2 separate regions of the Mus musculus genome follow, and region 1 is linked to region 2. A link is a contact called in public Micro-C data. All regions are on one chromosome and are shown on one strand. Each heading gives the region's core, a stretch centred on a gene start, on an enhancer-like site or on the middle of the called end of the contact. The rest is flanking DNA. Distances are from core to core; before and after follow the strand shown.

Region 1 (2,700 bases), core at 117-2,616, 280 kb after region 2:
GTAGCTATTATTGTTTTAGAAGAGGGAGCCAGACTTCAGTGAACCAAGAGGATTCCCCTTGAATCTAAGGTTCTATCTGATTCAACAATCTCAAGTTCAGTTGTCCGACTTCTCTCTTGCCCTCTTGGGCTCTTCCCTTCTTCCTCCCTTCCCCATTCCCTTCCCCCTCTATCCATGTGTTCATGGATGGCCTCTACTTCTCCCTCTCTGCCTCTACTACCTTCTTAACTCTCCAGGCCCTGAATAAACTTTATTCTATACTATTAAAAAAAAAAAAAACCAACAAACTCAAGTTCATTGCCTTCTTTTCAAAATTTAATTATGAATTAATGAACACATGTAATTATTTTTATAACACAAGTGGTTAAGTGAGAATTTAAAAAGTGGGGAGGGTTCATAAGACATACAAGGGCATCTTTAAAAATAATATCTTTCCCCTCATACTTTGTCTTCTTCTGTGTATGCACTGCCTGTCCCAGACACAAGAGAGTGAAGTGCCTGCCTATGCAGAAGAGTTTCAGTTCAGATTTTTTTTTTTTTGAGTCTAATTGGGCTGTCCTGGATCTCGCTGTGTTTGAGCAGGCTTGCCTCAAATTCAGAAATTAGCCTGCAAGCCTCCCAAACTACAGGATTAAAGGGGTGAGTCACCAAGCTAGTTTATTTTGAGTTCTTTTCACTTTCAACCATCAATACGCCCCTCCCCCATCGTCAAATTTAATCCAGACTTGCTTCTCTCTACGTAGTCGAGGATGACTTTGAACTTCTGAACATCCTCATCCTGCCTTCACCTCACATCACAGGTGTACGCCAACACGCCTAGTTTTGTCTTCTTGCGTGCATGAAAGACAACCTCCAGCCCCACTCCATTTCCGTTCTCTACGTGGAGATAAATCCCTTGCGTTTCCTTTTCACCATTTCATTCATTCCCGTTGGTACCGTGACTAAAAGGGAAGCCTGGGCTCAAAAGTTAAGTGTGAATATCGGGTATATTCCAGGAAGCCAGTGTACGCGCTCCCTCCCGAGGAGTAAGTAAACAGGAAACTATCGATCCCATGCAGGAAATGACCTTTGTGAGGGCAAAGTAGGTGAGCCGGTTTCCCTCGCTTTCCCTGAGTTCCCTTCCTAACTCATTTCCGGGTGTCAACCCATTTGGTCCTCCCCTACAAAACCAGCGTCGGCTGGCTCTTCACGGTCCACCCTAGAATTCCTCCCTGAGAGACCGGCCAATAGGCCCGGTACCTTTACGGACATTTTTATGCCCTGTTTTACATCACGGCAAACCTCCGCCAATCACTAACTGGGGGAGGAGGTACCAAAATAATCTTTACTTCCTCCCCAAATGGCCACCCTTCACCGCATCATCCTTTGATGGACTACCCAGGTGGCCAACCCTCGCTCAGTCCAGGGCCCAGCCCATGCTCAACTCCACCAGTCAGGACAAAGGAGAGGCATGCCCCCCCCCCCTTTTTGGAAATGCCTTGACGCTAGGCGTCCGGGCACCGGGGAAGTTACAACTTTGTACAGTCTGTGCTGCCAGCGTCCGGGTCTATCTCGGATCCAGTCTGGTGCCCCGGCGCCCACCCGGGATGGCCCCGCGGGCCCCGTCTCAGCCGCCTTTGCAGTGGCTCGCGGGTCTATCTCGGAGCCCGCGCTGCGCTCCCAGCCCCGGACGCTGGGCCGGCAGCCGGGGGCGCGGATCTTTCCATCCGCCTACCGCCGCTCTCCTCCCTCCTCTCCTCCGCGTTCCGGGCCGGGCTGACACCGGGGTGGGCGGAGCCGAGAGCTTGCTCAGAGCGGGGAGAGGCTGGCGCCTCTTAAGGTGGAACAGACCCATCGCTGGGCCTCCCTGGGTGTGCGACTCCCGCCCCAGCCTCGCTCTAAACGCTCGCTCTCGTCTCCCTAGCGAGCCTCGGTTCTCTACATAGTTTAGAAATTAATCAGGATGTAAAATGAACGCATAAACTGAAAAAGAAAAAAAAGTCAAGAAGATGCAAACTACTCAGAGAACTTTTATTATACTTGTGTTCTTTATTCCAGGGACTACAATCTTTAAGTGGTAGGTTTTTTTGTTTGTTTGTTTTTTTCCTTCCTCTTTCGGATGTTCAAATAAGAACTCACATTTTGCCTGATGAACATGATACACATGAGTCATTTGTATGCCGGTTTAGTGACACCGCCCCCCCACCCCTAACATGGACGACAAATATACTAAGGGAAGCAGAAACCTGGAGCCTGGTGGCTATAGGCTGCCTCTTATAGTTGGCCAATGATTCGTAGAGGGAGCTAAAGAGCAGAGGTGCTGCTATCTCAACGCCTTTGTAAAATGGATGAAAATCTGCTGCTTTCTGGATTTGGTTTGACGCAGAATTGTTCCTGTATAAAGGAAAAGCAGGGACAAAAACGGGGCAGAGACTGAAGAAAGGCTATCCCATGACCGGCCCAACTTGGGATCCATCCCACGCACAGGCACCAAACCCGGATACAATTACTGATGCCATGTTGTGCTTGCAGCCTAGCATAGCTGTCTTCTGAAAGGTTCTACCAACAGCTGACTGAATCAGATGCAGATACTTACAGCCAACCATTGGACTGAGTTCGAGACCCCTATGGAAAGGATTGAAGGAGCTGAAGAGTATGGCAACCCCATAGGAAGACCAACAGTATTAACTAACGGGGACTCCTGGGAGGTCCTAGAGACTA
Region 2 (2,849 bases), core at 81-2,580:
GTGTTTGAAGGCATGCACCCCTGAGCTCATGCAAAGACCAAAGAGGACTTAAGACAGCTTTCTCTGTCCTGTTCTGCCTGCATCTGGAGCCAGGCTCGGCCATTCCAACAGCAGTGGGGTTTCAAGTGTGAGGAACACCCCATCAAGCATTGTGGTGATAGGATTTGAACTCAGGTCCCCAGGGCAGCAAGGACTCTTAGCACTGAGCCATCACACCAGGTCTCCCTTCCTATTTTGGTGATGAGGATAGAACCATGGTCTTATACATGGTTAGGAAAGCTCTAGCTACATGGCCAGTCTCGAATTCTTTTTCTTTTTTTTTTATAAATGTGAAAGATTAACGGTTTTTTATTTATTTATTTATTTATTTATTTATTTATTTATTTTATTATATGTGAGTACACTGTAGCTGTCTTCAGATGCACCAGGAGAGGGCGTCAGATCTCATTATAGGTGGTTGTGAGCCACCATGTGGTTGCTGGGATTTGAACTCAGGACCTTCAGAAGAGCAGTCGGTGCTCTTAACCACTGAGCCATCGCTCCAGCCCTCAAATTCTTATTTTAATTTGAATAATGGGACATTGATGTTGGAATTAAAGGAATTAATAAAAGCGTTCTTCAGAGTTTGGCTGCTTTCCTGGTGTCCTGAGTAGAAGCAGCCTTCTCTAGCCCCCCATAAAATTCACTCTTACTTTCTCATCCCACGTTGAGCTGATCACACTCTATACCTAACTTTCTTGTGCCATGCCTAAGATTAAAGAACAGTCCCTTCCTCTTGAATGAACACAGTCTTGAAACTCAAGTGTGAACTCTCTGGAGCTCTGTACACACTTTCCCTTGGTGATCTTTTGACTCAGAGGAAGCTGGTACAAATCCAGCTGGCGTCCCTGCCATGCCAGTTAATTTATTTATGCTGACATCAAGCAGTACCTGTTGTTAACCACAAGCTCCTCCCACTTTGCTTCAGCGTGAATTTAGCCACAGCGAAGCCTAACCAAAGGTGGAACACAGGCCCAGGAGGCACAATCAGCTTGCTCCTCCTTCTTACTGAAGTGGCTGGGACACAGTGAAGACTCTTAGAGGAAACAGAGGGGAAATGGAAGGGCATCGCAGACAGGCAGACACCAGGACAATGGTGCAAACCGCCAGGGTGGGGGTGGGGGGGTGGGGGGGGCGGACGGCGCGCTGACTGGCGTTCTCAAATTCCAGATTCAAAGAGAAAGCATAATGGGCTTCCCTGAGAGATGTGGAAACTTGGGGTGAAATGGAAGGAGACCCAAAGCACAGGGGAGAGGAGGCAGGCCTGTCTGTGTGCTTTAGGCAGATAGATCCCTTAGGAGCCATTGGCAAAATGTTCAGCCATCTAGCCAGAGCTGGTGGGACAGCCTATAATCTGAGCTCTTTGGGAGGCTGAGTCCTGAGGGATTTTAAGATTAAGTTTTGTTTGGGCAATTTAGTCAAATTTAATTTGTTTGTTTGTTTGTTTGTTGTGGTGTATTTTGTGGTTTTGTTTTGTTGTTCGGTTGGGTTTTTTTGTTTGGTTTGGTTTGTGTTTTTTCTTTGTTTTAGACAGAGTTTCTCTGTGTGTTTTTGTTTTGTTTTGTTTTATTGTTTGAGTTGTTTCTTTTTTGGCTTTGTTTAGTTTATTTTTGTTTTTGTTTGAGACACGGTTTCTCTGTGCAGCCTTGCCTGTTCTGGAACTCGCTTTGTAGACTAGCTTGGTCTCAACTCCCAGGAAGATCTACCTGCCTCTGCCTCCCAATTGCTGGGATTAAAGGCATGTGCCACCACTTCGGGACTTCAGAACTTATTTTTTAAAAAGTAAAAGATGCCTAGGGTCATATAAATGCAATGCCCTGAGTACAATCCCCAGAGGTGAAAAACTTAAGAAATTAAGAAAGGGAGAGAGAGAGAGAGAGAGAGAGAGAGAGAGAGAGAGAGAGAGAGAGAGAGGAAGAGAGAGAGAGAGGAAGAGAGAGAACTACCTTTGGGTAAAAATGGAGCCCTTATATTTTCACTAAGCAAACATCAGGGAAAGTGTCACGTTAAGTTTCTCTGTAAGAGAGTGACAGGTGGCCACAGTAGTTTTCAGACTCTTCCTCCTCCTTCTAACCCCACCCCCCCCCCCCACTTTTTTTTAAAAACCCAGTCAAGCATAGCCAAGGCAGCCCTCGGAGGCCGACTTCTGGGCAGAGAGCAAGAAGGAAAGAGCAAATGCTGTTTATATAAATAGGCACACAGAGCCTGTTGTTTCCTGTTAACAAACTGAGCGTGGTGTCACCTCAAGCCCTCACTTTTTTATTTGTTTGATTTTTTGGTTCTTTTGTGTTTTACAAGTAGCTGATAACTGATAAAGGTGTGCGCTTTTTTCAATTTGTCCAATCACTTTGAGTTAGGGCCTTGCTTGTCTCCTCAGACCCTGGTCTTGCAGTTTCCCTGTCGTTGATGATGCTAAATGACCTTTCATCCAAAATCACCTGAGTTAAATTGGGCACGTGCAGGCCTGTGATCCCAGTGTTTGGGAGATGGAAGAAGGAAGGTTTTAGGTTATCCTTGGCTACACATTGAGTTTGAGGCAAGCCTGGGCTACATTAGCTCCTGTCTTACCACCAACTTCCAAATTAAAAACTTAACCTGAGTTAAACTTAAAAGATTGATGGGTACCAGGTATCAAGTGCATTACTATATACCATCTCCTAATATTCTTTTTCCTGTCTCAACGGATAAACACAGGAGGTACCATGCACAGTAATGGGAAACAGCACACAAAATTGTTTCCTCTATTGATATAAAATTATACACTCGTTTCCATCTGCTCCTTTGTATGTATGTGTACGCAGGTGTGCACA

The links. Hi-C and Micro-C count contacts between places; a contact is called where the count stands out from the background.
Region 1: a Micro-C map of B cells shows a contact between it and region 2, with 2.8 times the contacts expected there. The contact joins two enhancer-like sites. A contact is called at or near these places in 1 of 39 promoter capture datasets (embryonic stem cells), 1 of 484 Hi-C or Micro-C datasets (B cells), 2 of 115 datasets of contacts at active chromatin or transcription factors (effector CD8 T cells and memory CD8 T cells) and 1 of 9 other capture datasets (adipose tissue).

Annotation. Positions count from the first base shown.
Region 1 is chr6:122,809,690-122,812,389 of GRCm38.p6, forward strand. No RefSeq gene overlaps it. Among named protein-coding and RNA genes, the nearest start is that of Foxj2, 9.1 kb to the right of the region's middle. Within about 2 kb of position 1,367, at least 456 of the 459 cell types and tissues checked have an H3K27ac peak or open chromatin away from gene starts, as enhancers often do. A contact at or near this core is called in B cells, effector CD8 T cells, embryonic stem cells and 1 more, where this site is marked.
Region 2 is chr6:122,532,166-122,535,014 of GRCm38.p6, forward strand. No RefSeq gene overlaps it. Among named protein-coding and RNA genes, the nearest start is that of Mfap5, 20 kb to the left of the region's middle. Within about 2 kb of position 1,331, at least 96 of the 459 cell types and tissues checked have an H3K27ac peak or open chromatin away from gene starts, as enhancers often do. A contact at or near this core is called in B cells, effector CD8 T cells, embryonic stem cells and 1 more, where this site is marked.